6 separate regions of the Mus musculus genome follow, and all the other regions are linked to region 3. A link is a contact called in public HiChIP or PLAC-seq and promoter capture Hi-C data. All regions are on one chromosome and are shown on one strand. The core of a region is the stretch at or near the end of the contact, and the rest is flanking DNA. Distances in the headings are between cores, read along the strand shown.

The links. Promoter capture Hi-C pulls out the DNA fragments that hold promoters and counts their contacts. HiChIP or PLAC-seq counts read pairs in DNA pulled down with a chosen protein or histone mark.
Region 1: an H3K4me3 HiChIP or PLAC-seq map of embryonic stem cells shows a contact between it and region 3, with 6 times the contacts expected there. The contact joins the enhancer-like site here to the promoter of Rcc2 in region 3. A contact is called at or near these places in 1 of 39 promoter capture datasets (hippocampal neurons), 1 of 484 Hi-C or Micro-C datasets (cortical neurons) and 8 of 115 datasets of contacts at active chromatin or transcription factors (embryonic stem cells, forebrain and stem cell-derived neural progenitor cells).
Region 2: a contact with region 3 is called in a promoter capture Hi-C map of pre-B cells. The contact joins the promoter of Epha2 here to the promoter of Rcc2 in region 3. A contact is called at or near these places in 3 of 39 promoter capture datasets (embryonic stem cells, liver and pre-B cells) and 1 of 115 datasets of contacts at active chromatin or transcription factors (embryonic stem cells).
Region 4: an H3K4me3 HiChIP or PLAC-seq map of embryonic stem cells shows a contact between it and region 3, with 4 times the contacts expected there. The contact joins the enhancer-like site here to the promoter of Rcc2 in region 3. A contact is called at or near these places in 3 of 39 promoter capture datasets (embryonic stem cells, hippocampal neurons and liver), 9 of 115 datasets of contacts at active chromatin or transcription factors (embryonic forebrain and embryonic stem cells) and 1 of 9 other capture datasets (embryonic stem cells).
Region 5: a contact with region 3 is called in an H3K27ac HiChIP or PLAC-seq map of embryonic stem cells, with 2.4 times the contacts expected there. The contact joins the enhancer-like site here to the promoter of Rcc2 in region 3. A contact is called at or near these places in 1 of 39 promoter capture datasets (liver), 1 of 484 Hi-C or Micro-C datasets (cortical neurons), 8 of 115 datasets of contacts at active chromatin or transcription factors (astrocytes, embryonic forebrain, embryonic stem cells and 1 more) and 1 of 9 other capture datasets (embryonic stem cells).
Region 6: a contact with region 3 is called in an H3K27ac HiChIP or PLAC-seq map of embryonic stem cells, with 2.2 times the contacts expected there. The contact joins the enhancer-like site here to the promoter of Rcc2 in region 3. A contact is called at or near these places in 1 of 39 promoter capture datasets (hippocampal neurons) and 5 of 115 datasets of contacts at active chromatin or transcription factors (SST interneurons, embryonic forebrain, embryonic hindbrain and 2 more).

What each region holds. Positions count from the first base shown.
Region 1 is chr4:140,146,180-140,149,820 of GRCm38.p6, reverse strand. The region is part of intron 2 of Igsf21 (immunoglobulin superfamily, member 21); the gene reads left to right. Among named protein-coding and RNA genes, the nearest start is that of Gm13029, 5.1 kb to the right of the region's middle. Within about 2 kb of position 2,235, at least 29 of the 459 cell types and tissues checked have an H3K27ac peak or open chromatin away from gene starts, as enhancers often do. A contact at or near this core is called in cortical neurons, embryonic stem cells and forebrain, where this site is marked.
Region 2 is chr4:141,298,443-141,302,611 of GRCm38.p6, reverse strand. Epha2 (Eph receptor A2) reads right to left here and starts at 1,391. Exons shown (of 17, transcript NM_010139.3): 1 at 1,178-1,391. The coding sequence starts at 1,259.
Region 3 is chr4:140,699,364-140,703,061 of GRCm38.p6, reverse strand. It overlaps Rcc2 (regulator of chromosome condensation 2), which reads right to left and starts at 1,589. Exons shown (of 13, transcript NM_173867.5): 1 at 1,412-1,589; 2 at 627-915. The coding sequence starts at 905.
Region 4 is chr4:140,101,464-140,105,186 of GRCm38.p6, reverse strand. All of the region lies in intron 3 of Igsf21 (immunoglobulin superfamily, member 21), which reads left to right. Among named protein-coding and RNA genes, the nearest start is that of Gm52685, 33 kb to the right of the region's middle. RefSeq lists an enhancer at 1-2,317. Within about 2 kb of position 1,681, at least 46 of the 459 cell types and tissues checked have an H3K27ac peak or open chromatin away from gene starts, as enhancers often do. A contact at or near this core is called in embryonic forebrain and embryonic stem cells, where this site is marked.
Region 5 is chr4:140,041,712-140,045,361 of GRCm38.p6, reverse strand. The region is part of intron 4 of Igsf21 (immunoglobulin superfamily, member 21); the gene reads left to right. Among named protein-coding and RNA genes, the nearest start is that of Gm52685, 27 kb to the left of the region's middle. Within about 2 kb of position 1,276, at least 17 of the 459 cell types and tissues checked have an H3K27ac peak or open chromatin away from gene starts, as enhancers often do. A contact at or near this core is called in embryonic stem cells, where this site is marked.
Region 6 is chr4:140,000,618-140,004,790 of GRCm38.p6, reverse strand. No RefSeq gene overlaps it. Among named protein-coding and RNA genes, the nearest start is that of Klhdc7a, 35 kb to the right of the region's middle. Within about 2 kb of position 2,545, at least 15 of the 459 cell types and tissues checked have an H3K27ac peak or open chromatin away from gene starts, as enhancers often do. A contact at or near this core is called in embryonic stem cells, where this site is marked.

The DNA of each region.
Region 1 (3,641 bases), core at 986-3,485, 550 kb after region 3:
ACTGGGACTTCCAGATGGCTCCTGGCTGTGGGGTTGGGGCAGCCGGGTGAGGGTCATGGTTGCTGTTCATTGAGACAAGGAGGACAGAAGAGACGGCTGGAGGCACAGCTATCAGAGACTGTGTGATAGAGTTGTCACAGCAGAAGCTGGGGAGTTCTGGGGCAAGCCCAGGGGTGATAATGGAGGTCCCCAAGGTTCACGTATCTGACACCTACCCTCTAACATAGCAGTACTGAGTGATGATTCATGTCCCTTGTCTTTCTTGTCACTCTGCCTATCCTTGCCGCGCTTATGGCTTCAGAACCATGTTCTGAGGAACCCCGGTCACTAGGAAACCAAGCCCTGGGCCTCTGATATGCAGTGGTTTGTGTTGGCTTATGGTTTGTGTGGGCTAAGAAGCCCAAGGTATGAGGCTGAGGTCCTTCCTACTGCTTCACAGAACAGCAGGAGGAAGACCGTGTCTATGTCCACGAGGGGAAGTGGCAGGATACACACTTCCATTGGAAACTTCCTCACAGCAATGGCGTCCGTTAGTGTGTGCCAGCAGAGCTCTTATGACCCACCTTGGGGGAGGGGTGTGTGCATGTGTGCATACGTGTGTGTGTGCGCGTGCGTGCGTGCGTGCGTGCGTGTGTGTGTGTGTGTAAGCATGCTACTGACTAAGTTATCTCCATAGACTGTGTTGTACAATTTGGGAGGAGTTAAAAGAATGCAGTCCTCCAAAATCTCCTTATTACCCTTTACAAAGCTCACACGTCTGAGTAGGTGGGTCGTTTTTAGACATGAAATGTGTAGTGTGGGTCACAGAAGTCCAAACTCGGGATATCTATGTGACCTGTCAGGCTGTGAGAGACCCTCGTGAGCTTCCAGGGACCAAGGTGGGGAGGGATGAGAGTCATAATCAACATGGGGGGTGGGGGGAGAGTCACTGCCAGAGGCTGGGATCAAACCAGACCCCCAGCTCCATCAGACTGGGTTTGCACACGGCTGCTCCTGGCCCGGGGGAGGGAGATAAGAAGGAAAGAAAGGACAGCTTGATGTGGCTAGTTCATCACTGCCCTTTCTGGCACCAGGAGAGAAATTTTTGACCAGAAAAAAAAAAATCCTGCTCTTGGGGATTAAGATCAAGTTCCCGATATTGGCAATGAGATCTCTCCCTGCCCCATACAGGCCTGATAAGAGTTCTTGGCTCCCAAGCTGTCAGGAGGGAGAGCCAACAGCTGGCACGGACTCACGAATATCAGGATGTTCTATTGGCCTGCACGTGGACTCCACGAACAACGGGCTTTCTTATTGGATACCGACAGAAGCGGTCAACTTGGTGGATCCAGGGCCAACGGGGTGATGGCTGAGCATGTCTAGTATTTGTCTTCATTTACCCAAAGCATCCAAGAGAAAAGAGCCAGAACCTGGCACAGAGCGCCCTGCTGTGTGGCCTTGGGCCAACCACTTCCCCTCTCTGAGCTTCGGGATCTTCCTGTAAAAGGGAAGGTTAATCCCAGGCAGAGGGTAGAAACAATGTTGCTACCTTCCCACCTTCCAGCCGGCCTTGGCTTTCTCTCTGATCCCAGAGGATCCTAGACTCAGAGGCTGCTGCAGGCCAGGGCGCTCCCTCAAGCTGAGGTGGGAGTCCCTGCCCGAGCTGCTGCAAGGGCCTCCGAGCTGGTGGAGTACGGAGCTATATTAAGCCTGAAGTGTGATTTTCAATGTCTCTGCCTGACTCACGCCCTGCTGGGTTTAAATGACAAGGGGCTGACTTAACTTGTCAGAGAAGGATTAAAGGCAAACTTCCACTCCAGCACACCAGAGAAATAAAACACCACAGCAGAAATGAGGTGTTTCAGAAAGCGGCTGCATCCAGCTCCATCCAGAGGCATCCAGCTTCATCTCGCCTCAGTCTCTGCTCCTCCTAGCCCTGCCTTTTCTCCTTGGGTGCTAAGCCTCACTGGCAGCGTCTCTCCTTGCAGACAGCCGTAGCCATGGGCTTTTCTAGAACACATATCTGACCAACCACTGCGACCCTCTCTGCCCCACCCTTCACACCAAAGCTCTCCATCACTTGCAGGGTCAAGTTCAAGGTCACCTAACCCAACTGCCAGACCTTTCTGGCTCCAGCCTCGCTGCTTTCGAGGCCCCCAGTGGGCACGCCACCCGATCCATCGTATGGTTCATCCTCAGCTGTGCCAACACTCCTCACCCCCTCCCCTCGCTGCATCTGCTACCACAAGTGCCCTTCCCTTCCCACCCTCCGTCTGCCAATCGTAGACGTTCCCTCAGGGCTCAGCTTCAGGGTCACCTCCAGGGACCAATGCCTGTCACTCTTCCTTCCATCCTCTTCTTCATCCTAACACTTTGACCTTGTTGGAGTTAGACCCTCATGTGCAGAGCCCTCATGCACAACTTGACACAGGTATCAGACCTTCCTCACTGTCCCTAAGAGGACAAGTGTCCTCTGACTAAAAACTCAGAGCAGGGAGGTGGTTGGCCCGAGGCCACATAGCAGGGTGTTCAGCCCAGGATCCTGGCTCTTTTCTCTTGCACGCCTGGGGAACGATGGGCTGAGTTGTCACCTGTGCTTAGGACGTGCCAGTCTTCGCCTTTCCACCACCTTTGGGGGGCAGGGCTTGGACTCAGAGGATGAACTAGATTGGTGAAATGACTCATTCAAAACACAGCCTTCTGATTGGTTGGGGCTGTACCCTGCACCTTCTCACCTGAGGCCTAGAGCAGTCCTGAGCATGTGGCTTGGGGTGGGAGGGAAGAAACGACATCAGATAACTTTTTCAATCCTTCTCTGCCTTTGTTTTGAGGCAGGGTCTCTCAGAGTCTTGAGGTCAGTGGTGCAGCTATAGTGGCTGCCACCGAGCTCCAAGGATCCTGTCTTTACCTCTCCAGAGCTGAGAAGAATAAGAAAGGAAGGAAGGAGGGAGGGAGGGAGGGAGGGAGGGAGGGAGGGAGGGAGGGAGGGAGAGAGGGAGGGAGGGAGAGAGAGAGGGAGAGAGGGAGGGAGGGAGAGAGGGAGAGAGGGAGAGAGAGAGAGAGGGAGAGAGGGAGGGAGGGAGAGAGAGAGGGAGAGGGAGAGAGGGAGAGAGAGAGAGGGAGAGAGAGAGAGAGAGAGGAGATTTCTGGGGAAATGTAAAAGTTGATCGAGCAAAGATTTTTATTACAGTGTGAGCTTTCCAACCACAGATAGAGTATCTTGGGATAGGTGGCTTCCCCGCTTGAAGGTGTCTAAGCATCTGTCAGAGTGGCTACCCACCAGCACGGCAGTAAGGAAGGCTCACAGCCAGCTGAGTGACTCTTTGTGGTTCTGATCTGGGGCTCTGGACTGTCCCAGGCTGCATGACCCTGCAGTGTCATGGTAGAAGGGATGGAAGATCTGATGGCGGCCTCGCTGATGGTGCCTGGGTAGCGTTCTGCAGAAAGCTGGTGTTTGGATGACTTCCGTGTGCTCTGGGAACCAGAATCACCTAGAAGTGACCTCTGAGTGGACATCCATGGGCGAGGTCAGCCATGCCTGCGAGCTGAGAGGAGAGGACACAGGAAGGAATTTTAACTGAAGAGGGCTTGTGCCCTGTGGCCCTAATAAAGCTTATCTCTGTCTGTGATACTCACTCCAAGCATAGCTAGTGCTATCCACA
Region 2 (4,169 bases), core at 142-2,641, 600 kb before region 3:
ACCCCGTTTACCCCTAACTCTCCACCCTTCAAGAGCTCCAGTCTGGCCTTTTACCCTCCCAACGTGGAAGGCGAAAAGAATAAGGAAACTTCTCACCCCAAAGGGTTCCTCTGCGCTTCACCCCCCGACCCCTAGCTGGAGTCGGCAGAAGACTTGCTATGCCCAAAAGCAGAGAAAAGTTTTTGCTGTGGGAAACGGAAGCCAGCTAGCTCCGGCTGGGTAGACAGGAAGATCCTCGGCCAAGGGCAGGGCAGGAATTCCCACCCTCTCGGAGACCCTAGCTGAGGGACAACGCCCCCAAGCACACCCCCGGCTGCGGCCTTGAGCAAAGGCAACCTGTGCGGGCCCCCTCACCTTGCGTGGCTCCAAGACGCTGGGGCGGGGGCAGGTGATTCACTCCCCCACCTCCAGGTGCCTGGGCTCCCCGTGGCCCCGAGATGACGGCTCCACACCGCGGGAAGCCGCAACCCCACCTGCCGCATTTCCTCCTTCTGAGTCACCCCTTGCTCAGAACACTTGACTTTGGGACTTCCTGTACTCGCTCCCAGCCCTTAACCTGTCTCCCGAACCTGGGAGGGCAGCTTGGGAAGGAGGGAAGGTGTGAGTGGCCGGGGCTGACCCCAGGCGCTCCCAATGCTGGCCCAAAGGACCCCAGTGAAAAATCGGATGGGGCGTAGAGAGACTCTTTTGCTTGGTGCAGGGCACCGAGAGGACCCCTCCCCAAAAAGCAGGGCCTGCATCCAAATGCCTTCCGCGAGAAATCGGGGCAGATGATGAGTTAAGTGAACTCGGGTTACTAAGAGGCTGATCGCCGGGAAAACCCTACTGAGCGTCCTTTCCTCTGAGGGACCGAGAGCGCCCTGCGGGGGTCCCGCTCCAGAAGCCGCCACAGGGCTGAAACCGCGTGGCGGGCGCCGCGTCCCCCTTCCCGCGGCCTCCGAGCCCTGCGCGCCCCAGCCGAGATCCCTTAGTTCCAGAGAACCTAGGATCTCAGGGTATGGATCCCCAAGATCGTTCCGGACCGCAGCCCGCGCGCTCTGCCTAACCTTGCGCACTGAGACCCAGCAGCCATAAGTCAGTTTCCAAAGGTGCGTCCCAGAGAGGAGGCTGGGGCGCCCGGGGTCCCATGTCCCGGAGTCCCTGCTAGGCTGCGGCCACCGACCGCGTAGACACTCACCTTCCTTTCCCTGTGCCGCCGCGGCCGCCAGCGCGCAACCCCACAGCAGCGCCAGGCAGAAACCGACTGCCCGGAGCTCCATGCCGCACCCCTCGCTCCCCGCGATCCCTGCTGTCCGCACGCCGGTCTCGGTGCCCCAATCCTGCCCGCCCGCCGACAGAGACAACTTCTACCCTCCTGCTCCAAGTCCTTAATGGAAGTTGGGTGAGAACCCGCTCCTGTTCATTCATGCCCTGCGCTGACGTCACCGAAACCACGCCCTCAGGAATGTCTTTAAAGGGGCCGGACTGACACCCTGACTAGAGGGCGGGGAAGCCAGAGGGAAGTTGGGGTTGGGGGGGAGGTCAGGAATTTGGGGAGGATTGAGGGGGCCAGTGCGTGGGCCTTCGTGTGCAAACCTTGAGGAGATTTCTCATTTCAAAGCGCCACCAGGGTTAGTGTCCAAATATGTGGAATGAATTTGTGCCTACTCTCCCCTTTTGCCCTTGGGCTTCAAGATGTGAATTGTAAATCTGAGAAGTAGAAGCTTCCGTAGCAAAGGGCCTCAAAAAACCAAAAAATAGAAAAAGAAAAAGAACAAGAACAAGAACTCCTGATAACACACACACACACACACACACACACACACAAACACACATACACACTTGCTCCTGAGTCCCCCAGAAGATATGCCACACCCAGGAAGGTCCTCTAAGCTGTGTACCAAGAGTAGTGCCTCTGGGAACATGTCAGACATGCAGGTGTCTTCACTTTAGAGTGGAGGGCTTAAGATAAGGTTCCAAGGTACCCTAGGATACCCAAAGGCTGCACAACTCAACAGTCACAGACAAGTCACAGGACTTGAAGCTGGGCCCTGACCTGCTTTAACCACTTCCATTTGGGGACCCAGCACACACCCTCATGGGTAACTCTTGACCTCTGCCTCTGAACTCCAACAGAACACCCTTGTCCCCTGATCCCTGGGTGACAGAATGAGATTACGTTTTGATACCTTGGGGATGTCTGCCTCCTACCCACCCTTCCTCTGCCAAGGTTCCTCAAATCTGAGTTCATCTCTTCTCTTGGCGTCTAGAGTCAGTGAAACAAACGGATGTGAAGTGAACCAGGCAGCCAGTCCAGTCACCCACAACTGCCTGTTGCTCTGTTACCATTTGGCCAGTGGAAAGGGAACAGCTGTAGCAGGCTTGGTTCTCCGTGGACCTTTCTGCCCACCTCCTAGTCCCTGGCCTTCCTCTCTGTGACTCCCCAGTCCCTGGTCATCCTGGCCCATATTATACAACTCTGGTACCAGGTGCTCCTCCTGGGGTCCTACCCACCAGCTTGGCCTTGGCGCCTGTTTCTGAGAAACGGGTTCAGACATTTCCCCTGGAGGGGGAGAGAAAGGGTTAATTATAGGTGTTGGGGTTAATTAAAGCCTTTGATCAGGGATGGATGATGGGAGAGAAGGCTATGTCTTCTGAGAAGGAGAGTGGCTGGACATGTATGTGTGAGCATGTTTGGATGAAGTACCGGAGCATCTGAGCTGGGTCATAAGGGTTAGTGTATGGGAATCCGTGAGCGACTTGTGTGTTATATCGAGCGTGGACGTGTTGATGTGTATGCAAGTGTGTGCTCCAGTGTGAGAGGACCTGTGTGTACCTGAGTGTGCCACAGGCCTCTCAGCAGCGGGGAGCACAGAGGAGGGGGCAGCAGTCAAAGTCTGGACAAATCAGTCTGCTCCTCTGAGCCTCCCCGTGCTCCCTGGGGACACTAGGGACCTACTTGGAAAAAGCCCGCTGTGAAGATCAAATAAGGTCGCGCATGGAAACCGCACAGACTGGGACTCAGACCCTCGAGTCAAATCTCAGCTGTTATTACGGTTACATGCGGTTCAACAAGAGGAAATCACATCTGGGGAGGCAGGGACTGTGGTGTGCCAAGCAAGGTCCTGCGGACAGGCACGTGCACGTGTATCGAGATGAGTGGAACATGTGTGCAGTGTACACATGGTATGGGTAAGTGTTCTGTTGGATACGCTAGGCTGGGGACCTTGTGGTTTGTGTTGATTTCCTGTCAGTTCCTTTTGTTTTGTTTTGACTTTTTTTTCTTGGTATGTGTGTGTTTGTTGGGTGCCTATGAGGCCAGAAGACTGCATGGGATCCCCTGGAGTTGGAGTTACAGGCAGACAGTGATGAGCCACCGATGTATGTACTTGAAACTGAATTCAAGTTCACCAAAGAACAGGAAACACTCTCAGCTACTGAGCCCTCTCCCCAGCCCCTGGATCTGACTGTTGACAAGGTCTCTAGCCAACCGACTGACTGACCGACAGAGGCAAGGCTAGCCTTGAATTCCTGATCCTCCCCCAACCCCGCCTCCCTTGGTACGAGGCTTACAGGTGTGCACCACCATATCCAGCTCCGTCCATTGTCTGTAACACCTTATATACGTCTGACGTGATATTTACAGGTTCTGTATTTTGGGTATTTGAATACTAGAAAACATATTGTGGGCCAGGGCATCATGGTGCAGAACTTTGATCCCAGCACTGCAGAGGCAGAAGCAGACAGAGTGATGGGAGGTTAAGGCCAGCCTGGTCTATAGAGAGAGGGATGGCCAGGGCTAAATCATGAGACCCTGTGAGAGAGAGAGAGAGAGAGAGAGAGAGAGAGAGAGAGAGAGAGAGAGGAAGGAAGGAAGAAAGAAAGTAAGTAAGTAAGAAAGAAAGGAAGGAGAGGTTTGTAGAAGACAGACAGTACCCATCCAGCATCCAGATATTCATCAGAAAACTTTTTAAAAAGATGTATTTATTTTTATTTATATGAGTACACTATAGCTGTCTTCAGACACACACCAGAAAAGTACATTGGATCCCATTCATTACAGATGGCTGTGAGCTACCATGTGGCTGCTGGGATTTGAACTCAGGACCTCTGGAAGAGCAGTCAGTGCTCTTAACCACTGAGCCATCTCTCCAGCCTCCATCAGGAAACTTCTGTTGAATGAATGAAGG
Region 3 (3,698 bases), core at 340-2,839:
GGCCCGGCTCTGCGGGGCTTCCTCTCCACCACCACCCCCGCCCCCGCGAAAGCTCAAGTTCCACGGCCCAGACCGGAGCCTCAGGGGAGCACCGACCCCACTGGCCCCCACGCCGCGAGGACCCGAGGCAGACAAAGCCCAGCGCCGCTCCGCGGGGGGTCGCGGGTGGGAGGGGAGCCCCGGGGTGGGGAGGGCCTCCGAGGAGCATGCGCGCTCACGGCCGCGCCGCGCGGGCCCCCACCATGCCCCGCGCGCACCGGCCGGGCCGACCGCGCCGGGCTAACACGGAGCATGCGCGCCGCGCGCCAGGCCCCGCCCCCCCGGGGCGCCCGAGCCGCAGCGGCGGGAACCTCAAAGCCCCGGCGCGAGCCGGCTGCTCCCCGCGGACTGCCCTCCCCCCTCGGGGGGAGGAAGAGACGCGGGGGTGGGGGGGAGGAGGGGGGTGGACGCACGGGGGGGAAGGAGGGACTGACAGCCCCCGCGTGGCCGCGCACACCCGGTCCCCCCCCTCCCCCGGCCCGGGACTGGCTCCCCGGAGTTCCCCCGCGCGGCGTGGGGGAGGGGCGGGGCGTGACCCCACGGCGCCCCTCCCCCCCAAAACCGCCAACCGCCCCCGCCCCACTCACGACGCGCTCCTTCGTGTGCTCGGGCTCCGTGATGATCGCGGCCGCGCCGGCCGCCTTGCCCGCCGTCGCCGGCCTGGCTGTGCGCTTGCCGCCGCCGGGGGCCCCGTCCAGCTCCGGGCCGTCCTCGTCGCCGCTGCTGCCGCCGCCGCTGCTGCTGCTGCAGCGCTCGGGCCGCTCGCGCTTCCTGCCCGCGGGGCCGCCGCGTCGCCGGGGCCCCGCGCGCGCCGTGCCGTTGCCCGAACTCGGCTCCTCCCAGGCCGCCCCCTTCTTCCTGGGCATGGTCGCCGGGCTGCGGGAGACACACGGGGCGCACAATGCACACGGGGCGGGCTGCGGGGCGGGGGAGGGGACGCGCGGCGCGGCGTGGGCCGCCCCACCTGCTGCTCCCTCGCCCCTCCCCACGCCGCGCGCCACGCGGGGACCCCCCCCTGTACCCCGGCCGGGCCCCAAGCACCTGCGAGCACGCGCGAAAAGAGGAACTTTCGTGGGGCCCCAGCCCGGCCCCCGCGGCCCGGCGCTCGCCCCGTCTGCTTTTTTTTTTTTTTTTTTTTTTTATTGATTTTGAACAATGGGATCTCTGTCTGTCTCCGATTAAACCACGTGGATCCGCCTTCCTTCCCCTTCTTATTCATTCCGTCCCCCAACCCCCCCTTCCCCAGCGTCTTTTTTTTTTTTTTTAACCTTTCTCGGGGGGGAAGGGGGAGGGAGAGGAGAAAAAAAAAGAGGAAAAAAAAAAAACTTTCCCAGACCCTGCAAACTGGTCCCAGACGGTTTCCAGCCCCTACCTGGTTGGAGTGATGAGAAACGAGGAGGGAAGCGACTGAAAGACGGGGTCGAAGGCTTCTTCTCTCCCCGGCCGGGACGAGGGCTCCAGCCCACTCACCAGATACACTTAAAATGTAAATACGAGCTTCCAGAACAAATGCTACAACACAAAACAGAAACACATGTGCGGCCGGGCGGCAAGCGAGCGCGCGCGCGGCGGGCGGCGAGGGGCCCCGGGTGCGCGCGCCCCCTACCGGCCGGAGGACCCCACCGCCCAGCCGGGCCGCCCACCCGAGCCTGCGTCCCGGACGCCCGGCGCCACGCCGCAGGCCCCGCTGGGCCCCGCCGCTTGCGCGCTCCGCACGCCCTTGCACGCAGCGCGGCCTGCGCGTCACAAGGCGTCTTCGGGGCTCGGGAGAGTGTCAGATTCTCTTGTTTTTTCCCCCTGAGCGTCTAGACAGGTCACCTGAGGACACTCGCTGGAAAATAGTTGCTTTGCTCACGCAGCAGCCAGCGAGGGACGTGCCCTAATTGAGTGATGGGAATGAAAAATGAACACAATTTGAGTAACTTTCTCCTGTGCAGACTCAGGGTAGATTTGATACGTCGTGGATGCGTCCAGAGTGTGCAGCCGGGTGCTGTTAGAATGATCAAGTTACATAAAGGTTTGGTGTAGTATGAAATTAGTAATTAGCTGGGGGACGTACTATGAAATTAGTAATTAGCATAGGTGGACTTGAAAGTACTTGTGATGGGAATTTTCTTCATTTTAAAAACGTATTTACCGCGCCTCAGTACAAGCAAGACTAGATGCAAAGGTGCTAGAAGCTTAGAATACAGACCTGGAGAACAAGATCTCTGCCCAGTTGGAAGGCGAAGTAAGAGGAAAGATTAAGAAATTACTGAAAGCATGGTACTTACCGGGTTCCAGGATCAAGGAAGGCGTTCCCTGGGAGAGCTGAGTTTTAAAATTGTAAAGAATCTGACCTGGCAGAAGTGGGAGAGGAAACCTTTCCCCTACCCCGTGGGACAGTGCAGGGTCTAGGAATCCGGGAAGAGAAGTGGCCAGAGGTGCTGGGGTCAAGGCTGAGGAGTCGACAGGGCCCCCCTCACAGGACCCGACAAGCCACGTGCACGATCGGCTTGGTTGGAACTAGGGGAAGGTTTGCATCTCAGTGTCACTTTCTCTTCTGACAAATGTTTTTCTTTGGGGTTTTGTTTCCGTCTCATGTAGCCCAGGCTGGCCTGAAACTGACCGTGTAGCCCAGGCTGACATTGAACCTGATCCTCCTACTTCTCTCTCTCTCTCTCGAGCGCCCGAGTTAACACTGAAAGTTTCTTTTTTGGCAACTTCCTTGGTTGACTAGAGAGAGTTTCTAGGGTCTTTGCAGTTCGTTCTTAATTACATCAAGAAGCGGGATGGGGGCGGGGGGAGGGTGCACAGGACCAAACGTTTGAAGGCAGGCGGAGAATCCTGGAGAACCAAATCTAAGTTATTTGATCAAAGTCACCAGCCTGGGTGGAAGCACTTATGTAAAACAACTCAGAAAATGAGCACCAACTGGTGCGTTTCAGGGATATTAGAAGCACCGTCTGAAAGCCTCTTAATAGACCTGGCATTCGAAAAGATTGAAGAGATTAAGCCGTGATGCTTTGATATAAAACATTAGAACCAACTAGAAAAGAATTCTGCCTAAGTGTGCCGTCAGGTCCGGGTTTCAGGAAATGGCACGCCGGAGCTTGTCCGGGGGTGGTGGCTGGTTGGGCGGTTATCCTCCCGACAACACCCTGTGTGGCCAATTAGAAACGCTGAGGGTGCCTTTAAAAGGTTTTTAGGCAGCGAGTCTCTCTCTCTTTCTCCTGCCCCATTATACGGCTTTCTGCCGGCGTAAAAGGCACATGCGTCAGAACCGCTGATGCAACCCGACGCTAATATCACGTTGCATCATCTGACCCAAGGTGTGGTGCTTCCAAAACTGGTTTTTCCTGAGGCTGTGCTAAGGAAGAAGAGCACTCAGAGGATAACACCCACTAACCAGCCCTCCTCGTCGGATGGGAAAAGTGTTCTCTGCCACTCCATGCCTCACTATTTCAGACCCAGGGAAAGCCCGAGTGATGCCCCTGGTTGAGATGGGGGTGCGGGCGCACACACGAAAAGGCGAACATGTAGGCTGCTGTTCACCTTATGTAACCAATGTGACAGAGTGAGGTGCACCTACGGGCCATGCAGGGAGTGCTCCCTCCAACATACACTTGTGCTTGGGCTTTTTACTTCATTTTAATTGAGCGTCTGCTCGGGACAGAAGA
Region 4 (3,723 bases), core at 432-2,931, 600 kb after region 3:
CCAGGGCTCACAGGAGGCAGGCAGATGCCTCTCTGTACCCCTCCCCCCTTTTCTGAAAAGAAACGAGTGCCAAGGAGAAATCAGTTGCCATCAAGATGAGAGCAGAGATAAAAAGCATTTTGGAGAGGAAAATAAGCAATGCCCTGGGAGCCCCAGAGAGTCCTCAGGCAGGGGACTTCCTGGCTTGGAGCCAGGTTTCCTGAAACCCAGCGCCCGCCCGGCAGCAACAAATCCCTCCTTTGCAGTCTGCTTCTGCCTATAGGTGTGCCCTCCAGAGGCCTGCCTAGCTTTGATTCCTCAGACCACAAGGAAACCCCAGGCCTCCCCCATGCCCACCCCCACGCCCCACACACCTGCTTCCAGCCGTGCTCACCAGCTTTGAGAAAGCCAGCAGGTGCCTGAAGGCTTCAAATCCTGGCACAGCCACTTCCTACCCAGTGATCTTGAGCCAGTTCCCCCCCCCAGCCTCCCAGCCCCCCGCCCCTCCCCCGCCCCCCGAAAGCAGGCTGACTAGACTATCTTCCTGTAATCCTAGAATGGAATGTGTTAGACATTGGTGCCCATTTTCTCCAAGTCAAATGCTGGCTGACCCATTCGGTGGACAGGTGACCTGGGGTCAGAGTTTCCTGGTCCCCAAACATAACTCTGAGCTGAAGGTGTTCACCCCTAAGCTTCAAGCAACCCTCTCTCCCCACCGCAAGGCAAAGCCAATTTTGCACGGGATCCCCCATCCTGAAAGCCCCTATGTACACACTTCTATCTCTTCTGCTGCTCTCTATCTTCAGCTAACCCCTTGAACTTGGAAAAGTAACATTTTTAACTCCCCCTTTTCTGCATTTTATTTTACAGAAGGGGTCACAGTTCAGTAAGGCCAAGGGATGACCCAGCTAAGGGTCTCCCATTGGAATGACATGAACTTGATCAAACCCCAAACCACCTCTTCCTACACCTATACCATGGTGCCGTCTTTGTTTTACAGTTAATGAAAATAAGGCCCAGAGAGGGTATAGGACTTTTCCAAAGTCACACAGCAGCATGGACTTAAGTTCAGTCCTAGGATTTATGTGCCGGGCTCCTTTAGTCCTCCATGTTCATGCTGAGTTTCTGCACTCTGAGACACCTGGGTATCCTGAGCAGAGGGCACTCCGGGGAGCAGAGCCACCATATGTAGGGGACACAGGGGCCAGTGAAAGAAGAGACTTAATGAAATCAAGCAGTGTTGGGAACATCTTCCCGTGGCCAGCCAGTGAAGGAAGAGCCGCAGTACCAGGCTGCAAGGCCCCATTAGGGCCAGCGGCGGGGCTCCGGGCTCCGCATTTACATATAAATGAAGATATTTACAAATTAATGCATCTCAGCCCAGAGTCCCAGCTCCACAGCTGTTCAGCTGCTTCCTCTTCAGCTGGGAAAGCGGGGTGAGAATGAGGCTGGGAATATTACCAGAAACCGGCAGAGAACAATTTCCTGGGGAGCCTCAAGGAGCCCCAGGGACTCCCCGTGTTTGTCCCCAGCTGGTGGGACGCGATCGGCAGAAGCTGGTCGACGACAGGGTGCCTGCCTCCTGCGGACGCAGGTGTGAGTCCTTGTGATGCTACCTTGGGCTCGAGGGTTCGTCCATTCAGTGTGTGAGGGATTCGGGGTAGTGGGGAAGGGACTGGCTGGGAGTGGAGGATTCGCTCCTTAGACAGGAGTAGGGGGTGGGCGGGGCCTTAACAGGAGTAGGGAATGGGCGGGGCCTTAACTAGAGAACAGGGTAAAGCAAGGAGCTGTAAAGTGTCCGTGTCCGTGTCCGTGTCCGTGTCCGTGTCCGTGTGTGTGTGTGTGTGTGTGTGTGTGTGTGTGTGTGTGTGTGTGTGTGACTTGTGTGGGGACACACGGGTATGCAGAATGATGCTTCCTCGATCTCTCTCTCTATGTCGTACACTGAAACGTGCTCTCCTACCTGAGAGCCTAGCCACTTCACTAGTCCAGCCAATAACTTGACTGTGAGGATAGACTCTAGTCTTCACACTTAGGCAGTAGTTGTGCTGTCCCCTGCATGGGTTTGGCCAGGCTTAGTTTGAGCCTTTATCCAAGCAACTTCCAGGGTGCAATCTCTACCTTGCAAATCACAGCCATGTAAATAAGGGTCATGCAAATAGGGACCATGCAAATAGAGGCCATGCAAATCAGGGCACTCCTGATCAAGGGTGGGTCGCAGGGAATAGGGCCCGTGTGTCACAGAAGACATCCAAGCTGAGAACTAGAGTGCAAACAGTCATGCACAGAGGGTGGGGCAGGAAAGCAGGGGTCACTCCAAAAAGCAGGCAGAGCAAGCACAAAGGCCCTGGGGTGAGAAGGGCTGCCTGGGGCGGAGCATGGCCAGGGCAGAGGAAATAACAAAGTAGCAATTTACCCTCAGCACCCCGGGAGCCACGGGGAGCCACGGAGAGCAGCTGGCCCACCATGACCTGCATTTGAAAGTTCACCCTGGTTACTGAGACAAGAAAGCTAAGTGATCCCCGGAGGACGCTGGGGCCTGGTACCAGAGTCCCACAAACACTTGGTAGCACGTGTTCTCTCACCCACGGAGACCGACTGGCTGTTTGAGCACAGCATGAGCTGAGCATACTGCTATGATATATGATAGCAGAAAGTGGGGTGGGGGTGGGGCATTGGCAGGTAGACACTGAAGGAAGTGATTGTCCCCAGTGGCTCTGACGTGTACACTAGAAATTGGATACCATGGAGTCCCCATCAGGCATTAAAACCTGTCTGTCCTTCCCCATGCTTTCACCAGACAGCTAGGTTTCCCCGAGGGTCAGTCCCTCCTCCCCTCCTCAGCACCCCAGAGTCTGTTTGACATTTAGAGAGAGACAGTATATGGTGGAGTCTAGAAAGAGGGGAAGTGGAGTCCAAACAGATATATAGCTAACCATTGCAACAGTGAAGCCGGAGCTGTCTGAGGACTTGCTCAGACACACGCCGAGGTGACTCAGCTGGCAGGGCTGAGGAGATGGTGGCCACAGTGGCATTGAAAGTGGATCTGAAGTCAAAAGTGGCTTTGAGGCAAAGTGGATATGGCTGGTGGGAGGGGGGACTGGAGCTCTGAGTGGAGACACGGTATGTTCAGTGGAGGTGGGAAGGTGCCCAGAAAGGGACAAGGCCACTCCGAGTAGGCAGACAATGGTCCTTACAGAAGTCCTTTGAAATCATCTCTAATGAAAACACACTTCTGGGTTTTAAATAGACACAGTTATTACTGGTTCAGTCCAAAGAGCCGAGCATCCGTGGTCCTTTGAGAGTTTGCATGTCTTTACCTGATGGCATGCGTTACTGAGCAGCTCAGATGCTTGTCTTGCTGTGAGTACAAAAAAAATGCCATCCCAGCCTTGATAATTTGGAAGCCTCAATTCTTGATCCCTTAGTCCTCTGGTTTCTATTGTAAGTCATGCATCCAGTTTCTCCAAAATATATGTAATGGGAACTGCTTGCCCGTGAGACTCTCTGTAAGCACACATTAAACACCTACTATGTGTAGAGCTTGCTGGATATTAGGACAAACTCAGGCTCAGTCTCTCTGGAGATGACCACCCAAGATCCTGCACACCCAGTTATGGTCCCGTCATGACCTGGGTCCCAACCCAGATCCTCGAGAAATCTGGATAGGAATGATGTAGTGAGAACAACCTTGGGCCCCTTCAAGTATGTCACTCATAACAGTTGATGTCTATTTTAATCATA
Region 5 (3,650 bases), core at 27-2,526, 660 kb after region 3:
CTCTGGAGAGGATGGGAAAGGAACAGAGAGACACAAGATCAAGAAATCAAATCAAGAAATGAAGGTGCACTCCTCGGGACATTTATATTCATGGACACTTATTTTAGAGGCTACTTTTCCGGTGCTGAAATACAGCATAATGGCTAGGGGCTGATTGAAAAGAGAGAGGCAGTCGATAGAGCGGGCATGCTGGGAGGAAGAATAGATTTTTTGCAAATAATATAATTTTGAACTTGTCCATTCCTTCTTTCCACCCCTCCCCCAAATCTAATTGATGCTCTTCCCATGATAAATGACCCTCAGGGCTGGAGCAGGCTCAGCACCTTCACAGAGAGGCAGCTGCAGGGCAGGCCTTAGGGTCCCGTCCCCCCCACAAGACAATGGTGTTCCTGTCTTCACAGGCACAGAGAAAGGGCTACGGGAGAAGAGAGTTAAACAATCCTTCTGTTTGGTCAGCATTTCAAATTCTCCTAAGAGGTTTCTGCTCCATTTCTCTTCTGCTTCTCCCAAAACACCTGGGAGCCGGAACGTTGGCAAATGTGTCAGATTCAACCCATTTCTCAGACCGAAAGACCGAGGACGGAGGGATGGCAGCTGATTGACCCAAAGCGCCAAGGCAAGGATATTGACACTTGGTCTAAGTATGAAGCTCTGCTCTGCCTTTGTTAAAGTGCGCACCAGGATAAGGGGATGAGCTCGTGGGGAGGATTAAACCCTGGTGGGGTGGGAGCACAGCTGGACAGACTTAGGGACATCTCTTTACTGTGACCCCAAATTGCAAAGACAGCTAGATCACTGACAGAGCTGTGAGGACCGTTGCGCTCTCTCAGAAGTGAGTTACAGAGCCCGAGACAAACTTCTGCTTGCATGATACAGACGGGCCATATTTCAGGATTAATTTCATAAAACGGATCACCGACCATCACCATACTCCATCAATATGAATTGCGGAGCTGAAAATAACGTCACCTCTTAACTCTCTCGATGGCTGTGGGACGGGGTGACAGGCTAGCTAGGCCGAGGGTGGTGTCTGTTTAGCAGCTGCTGTGCCGTGCTTGACAGCTGCACACAGAATTAGCCAAAGAAACGTCCTGAAGCAGATCCCTCCTCTTAAGACAAAGCGAGAGAAATAAGCTGGAGGAGAGCCTGCAGGCTGGGCGGTTGTGGGTGGGGATGGGGAGTTTCAGAGCAATGTCCCTAGGTGCAAAGGGGTTGGTCTGAAGGACGCCCGCAAGGGCTGCTGGGAGCTCTGGGCACCGCTCTCCAGTGGAGATAGCAGAGGAGTGGGAAGAAACTGGGTCAGACAAGCCATGGCCCGGATGCGGCTGAACACAGCCAGGTGGCCCCACGCTGCTCACTCCGGAGCCTGCCATTGAACTGGGATTTTCTTATCAAGGATGTCCCAAGGCCTGTGCCCTGAGCTGGCTGTCTTTGGATAAACAGAGACCGGCTCTCAGGCCAAGGACACATAAAAGGCTGCTCGGTTTTGACCCTGATGGAGACTTATCGGGAAGGAAATCCAAGTGGGGGTGGGGGTGGGGTAGAAATAAGGCCGGAGTTGGGAGAAAGACGGAGATGGGGATAGTGGTCAAGGTGGAGACTGAGCTAAGGCTGTAGATGGGAATTGAGCATGGCCACACACACCTTTAATATTAGAATTTAGTAGGCGGGGGCGGGGCTGGAGAGAGGCGGTAAGGGAGCAGGGGGATTTCTGTGAGTTCAAGGTCAGCCTTGTCTACATAGTTAATTCCAGGCCAGCCCGAGCTACATAGTGAGGCCTTGTCTCAAGAATAAACAAACAAACAAACAAATAAATAAATAAAGGTGGGAAAGATGGGGACTTAAGAATGTAGCATAGTTGGTAGAGTGCTTGCCTAGCATGTCTCGAGTCCTGAGTTTGATCCCCAGCATCCTATAAATCTAGCACTGTCTCACTTGTAATGCCAGCCCTAGAGAGGTAGCGGCATGGGATGAGAAGTTCAAGGTCATTACATACCATGTCCAAGGACCGCCTCGGCTTCATGAGACTGTCTCATAAAAGAGATGGGATGGGTGTGTGGGGGGAGATAGAGGAAGGAAGGGGGGCAAACACGGAGATGGAAGAAGGATGTAGATGGGGCGGGGCCTGGAGGTGGATGGAAATTCAGATGGAGGCAGGGAAGAGGCTGAGCATGATAGAGGCGAGGATAAGGACAGAGATGGGTGGTGGAAGGGCAGAGGGGAGTTAGGAGGGAGATACACTGAGACCAAGGGCGGAAGGACACAGGAGATGAGCCTAGGAAGCAGAGGCCTGTCTAGGACTGAGGGCCGGGTGGACATGGTGATGGATGCATGCGCATTGGGACCCAGCAGTAAGCAGCCAGCGTTCCCAGGTAAAAACAGCTTTCTGACTGTTGTTTGCATTCAGCCTTCCAAGGGGTGACGGAGGGTGTAATGTAGAGTGCCAATGTAGAGTGCCATTCTCCCAGGACACGGTGCCCGGGAGCTGCTGGCGGGCAGAGTGTGTGAAGCACTGGCTGGCCACGCGGATGCTGGCAGGTCCCATTTTTCATTGTCCGCACAACCGTTGCGGTCTTACAAACTTGAGTTATCTGGTCACTCCTGCTCAGAAATGAGGGAGTGGGAGAAGCGCGGCTTCCCGCCACGGCTCTGCATGGTTGGGTACAGGGCTCTAGAACAGGTTGTGTCTGTGTGTGCATCTTTCTACGTGTGTGTGTGTGTGTGTGTGTGTGTCTGTCTGTCTTTCATGTCTTTCTGTGTATTTGCCTTTCTGTGTGCATTTATGTGTGGGTGTGTGAATGAATATGTGGGTCTCTCTGTGTGTTCATGAGTGTGTTTATCTCTGTGTGTATATGAGTGTTTGTGCATGCACAGGTATATGTGTATGCATGTGCACGTGTGATGGGTGGCTGGGGGAGGGAGGAAAGGGCACTCTGCTGTCTGAAAGACTTTCCAGGATCTATAGCGCCGGGTACCTGCTGAGGCTCTACTAATGACTTGCTGTAAGCAGATCTCTTCATCTCTGACCTCAATGTGTTCATCTGTAAAATAGGAAGCCTAGCCCAGAGCTACCAAACAGACACACTGTGGAGTCTATTAGTCCATAAGTCTTCCAGTGAGCACATGAAAAAGGTAAAATAAATGATAAAAAAGCAAACTGAATTTAACTACATATTTATACTTAATATATCTAAAGTGTTATAGCGTAAACACAAAATCAATATAAAATTATCAGCAGTAATATCTAACCATCTTTTATTTAAATTTTTACTTTATGTGTATAAGTGTTTTGCCTACATCCATGTCTTAGTACAATGTTTGTGCCTGGTGTCTTTGGAGACCACATAGGGGCATCATATTCCCTGGGACTGGATTTAAGATGTTTGTGAGTCACCATGTAGGGGATGGAAATTGAACCCAAACCCTCTGGAGGAGTAGCCAGTGCTCTTAACCATTAAGCCATTCTCTCCAGCCCTTTTGCAAAGTTCTTTTTAAAATTAGGCTTTTGAAATTTGGTGTGCTCAGGTTTGGAGGGATGGCTCAGTGGTTAAGAGCACTGTCTGCTCTTCCAGAGGTCCTGAGTTCAATTCCCAGCAACCACATGGTGGCTCACAACCATCTGTAGTGGGATCTGATGCCCTCTTATAGCA
Region 6 (4,173 bases), core at 1,296-3,795, 700 kb after region 3:
TCACCACACAGGGGTGCCTGCCTAGGAGAGGGTGGCTCCCTAACTGAGAGCTTTGTTTGGATATACAGTTCCCTGCACCGGACTAGGAAACAAACAGATGGGTGCGCCGGCACCGGAGAAGCCAAGATCAGGGGCAAGAGTTAGGAATTGTTGGGGGTATCGGATGTCTATTGCTGGTGGCTGAACACACCCGTGGCACTGGTGGGAGGGTCTGCTACTGCTGGCACCTTGCTGCAGAAATCTGGCCGCTCCCCTATTCGTGGATGGGGTGAATTCGTGGACTGGATGGTCCACGACACCGGATTCTTACTTGTCACACCTCAGTATGCCCGGTGTCCCATAGGCCTAAGCGAGTTTCAGGGCCCCACCCAGAGGGCCTATTGGAGGAGCCACAGAGGGCTGATGTTCATTGGCTTAATCAAGTCTCATCGCCTTGCCCACTCTCCGTGGGAGGAGCCAATGGGGAAGCGGGTGTCTCATTGGTCAAAACTGCCTCATAGCATAGCCTTGGCTAGACCAATGGGGGAGTGCTGCTAACAACTCCAAGTGTTTTCCCACGCAGTCCCTCTCAGAGTCCTGAGAGGATTGGTGACCCACTTTCCACAAGGCAGCGGAGAGTCACTGACCAGGTGCCCATCTGCCCAGGACTTCTCTCTCTTCCCTGGCTCTCTCCACACTATCTCAGCGCACATCCAGAAACACGTCCTTGCTCCCTGGAGCTTCTCGGATCCATCCTGAGAAACTGGGAGGCAGGAACAGAGCCCTAAGTGGGAATCCGGAGCAGGGACTGGATTCTGCCCTGTCGTTCCCTGGAAGAGCCAGGGAAGAGTGAGCAAGGCGCTGGGGAGAACTCCAGCTACCCTGAGCCTACGGGGCAGAGGCTAGCCAGGCTTCTCGTAGGGACCTGACTGCCCACCCAACAGATCAAATCACACAAGAACGCCTCCGAGTTTGGGACGAGCCTGCACCCACCCTCAGTTTCCCCAGACTGATGCAGGTGTACTCAGAGCTCTCTGGCCCCACGCTGATCCCTCCCTTGCTTTCCCCCTTTGCTTTTCTATTTTTACTTCGTATGCAAATCTCCCATCAGACCTAAGCAAAGCATGGAGGAAGTGGGCCAGCGCACAGGATAGGACAGCACGGCAGATTGCAGCCGCGTACTCTGGTAAACACGATCTAATTGCTTTTTCCAATGGGGAAAGTGGTGGGGGCCCGGCTCAGAAAGAACACATTACCAGTCAGCTGTGTCAGGCCAAGGAGGAGGGTAGGGCTGGACCACGATCTGGGGAAGGGGTCATGGGACATGAGGGGTGACCCTGGTGACAGTCCCTGTCATTTGGACCAAAGGCACAAGGTGGTGCTGAGAGCTGGTTGACCAGTTCTCTCGTGCATTTTTACTTGAACCAGCATTGCACCGGGCTGTGGCTCAGTTGGTAGAGTGCCCACCTAACATGCACAAAGTCCTGGGTTCAATCCCTGACACAGCATAAACCAGGGATGGGGTACAGGCCTGTCAGTCTAGCTCTAGGGAGGTGGAGGCAAGGGGATCAGGGGTTCAAGATCATTTACACATCCTGGGCTACATCGGCAATGGCAATACCCCCCCCCCCATCTACCCTGTCCTGATTGAAAGTGCTGAAGGCAGAGACAAGAGTAATTGTCTGCCCAGATCCTGTGGGCCCAGACTCAACAAGCCCTCATGTGTGAGGATCTAACTTGGTATGAGTTCCTCGGTAAGGCTGAGATTAAGACCCAGGCCTGCCTGATGCCAGTGACTGTGCCTTTGAGCTAAAGAACACCGATAAGCTACAGGGTCCCTGGTACTATTGCACGTGTCTAAGTAACAACAGATCCAAGTGCTCATTAAGCACTTATTACCTGCCAGGCCCCAGGCGAGGGATAAGACAGAGCTGGTGCTCTTTAGAAGGCCAGCATCTAAGACAAGGGGACAGGAACCTTTCGTGGATGAGGAAGCTGAGGGAGAGCGAACACCTCGCAGAAGCCAACGTCCTGAGGAACAGGGGTTCAGAGGTCTGTCTCACAGGATAGGTGACTCCGGTGAGGAACCCGTTCATCAGCCGCCACCCCCACATGCCACCCTAAAGCCTGGACGGTGTCCACGCCACCGGCTTGCTCAGCCTCAGTGGGCACTACAGTCCGAGGTAGAACGAGAAACCATCAAGCTCGGAGCACGTGCAGGCCCTGCTCAGAGCTCCGGCTGCCCATTTCTTCAAATCTTGTCACCATCCTCATTACTGTGGAGGCTGCGGGGACTTTGGGGCCAATCCTACTTCTGCCAGTTCTGAGTTAATCCTGGCATGGACAGGGGCCGGTCGCTTCTCTAGAGTGAGCAGCCTGTCCGGGACAGGAGATAGGAGGAAGGAGTGCCTGATCTCAGCCTCTGTAACAGAGCTAAGACGGTGCTGCGCCTACCCCCAGTGCTCCAGGGGGTTCATCTAAACGTGATTAAACAACCATTAGGGCTCTGCGGTTGGGAAATGCAGATTTACAGACTTGCAGACCTCCATTTAAATGCAAATGTCGCTGGTTGGCTGGAACTCGATGCTTCTCTCTGCATTAAAGGCGTCACCTTCCTTTGCCCCTGTATTGCTTCTGAGAGGCTCAATCACCTTGAGCCCGAATGAATCCCAGAAGACCAGGACCCCACCACCCATCCCGTCCTCCACCAGAGCCAGGTACAGGCAGGGTCAGGACCTCAAATGGAGGCTCTGTCTCTCCTTGTCCATTCACGCCCTGCCTGACTGGCTCCCCGGGCAGGGGTTACCCTCTGGCACATAGCAGCAGGTCCCTCAAGGGACTTCCATGAGTTGTCGCCCAGAAAATAGTCACTAATCAAAGCAGAGAACCCCTACCAAAGGCGGGCAAAGAACACAGTGGCCTTGTTGACCACACGAAGAATGCTCTCCTCCTTCCTAGACTTTACAAGACAGAATTTGGAGTCATCCCACACATTCAATTTTTTTTTAATTCAGTGCTAGGACTCCAGAGGAAAGCCGAGGCTCCACACTCACTAGGTGGGCGCCCCACCACTGAGCTCCGGGGCCCCACACTCACTAGGCGATGCCCCACCACTGAGCTCTGTGGACCCACACTCAGTGGGTGGGCGCCCCACCACTGAGCTGCATGCCCACCTTTGAAAGAGAATGTGAGAACAGGAAGGTGAAGAACCATCAGAATCCACTCAGGCGGATCAAAGCCTGGGTCAGGACTTGAACCCAAGTCTGCCTGGTTACCCAAACCACTCAGTTCCCTTTCTGGGCTCTACTCCTAGGCTCCTGTGTGGCCTTTGTGAACAACTTGCCCTCTCTGGGCCTCTGCTGTCGGATCTAAAAATGGAGAAAATAGAAAAAGCAAACAGAACAGGTTCCAGGAAGTAGGTAGGACAGCCTGAGGAGGGGACACCACACTACAAAGTCCTTCATAGCCGAGCCTGCAAGTGGAGACTGTTTATGGCTGTGTACTGGCTGTGTGAGGTAAGGGAGGCAGCAGGGGGTACCACCGACCATGACCAGGAGAGTGACTGTGACTAAGTACCTGCACCCGAGTACCTGGGTGCTGTGCTTAGTCACTCCACATACTCTCAGTTCCTCCTCTGGGCATCCTTGCCAAGTTGGCTTTTAGAATTACTACATGTGTTCCATGAGGCAATCACGAAGGAGGAGCGAGTCAGGCCAAAGGTCACATATGGCCACCGCTGTCCCTGAGGAAGCATACCCAAGGCTGCATGCAGACTGTGGCCAGGCTCCTCACACCCCAGTCCCCAGCCTGTTGCTTTCTCTGACCCTGACCTTTCCATCTGGGTGACCAGATGAACCATGACTTGGGGTTCTCAGAGCATTTCCCATGTGCCCAAGGCTGGCCCAGGCATTAGACAGAGGTAGGACAGTGTTAGCCAAGGCTATGCCCTTCTGTACAACACCTCCATTTCAGCTGGACGGTGACAATTCTTTGGTTTTACAACTGATGTAACTTCTCTAGGTTGCTGTTCCCCTACCCTACCCTATCAGACCCCCAGCAATGGCCAGGGAAGAGGGATACTTACTTATTCACCCCCAGACATTGGTTGCCCCTGGCAGCAGCATCCAACTGCAGGCCAGAAAGAAAACTTGTCTATTTCTGTCCAATCCACCTGCTTCTGCCTATAAGTACCCC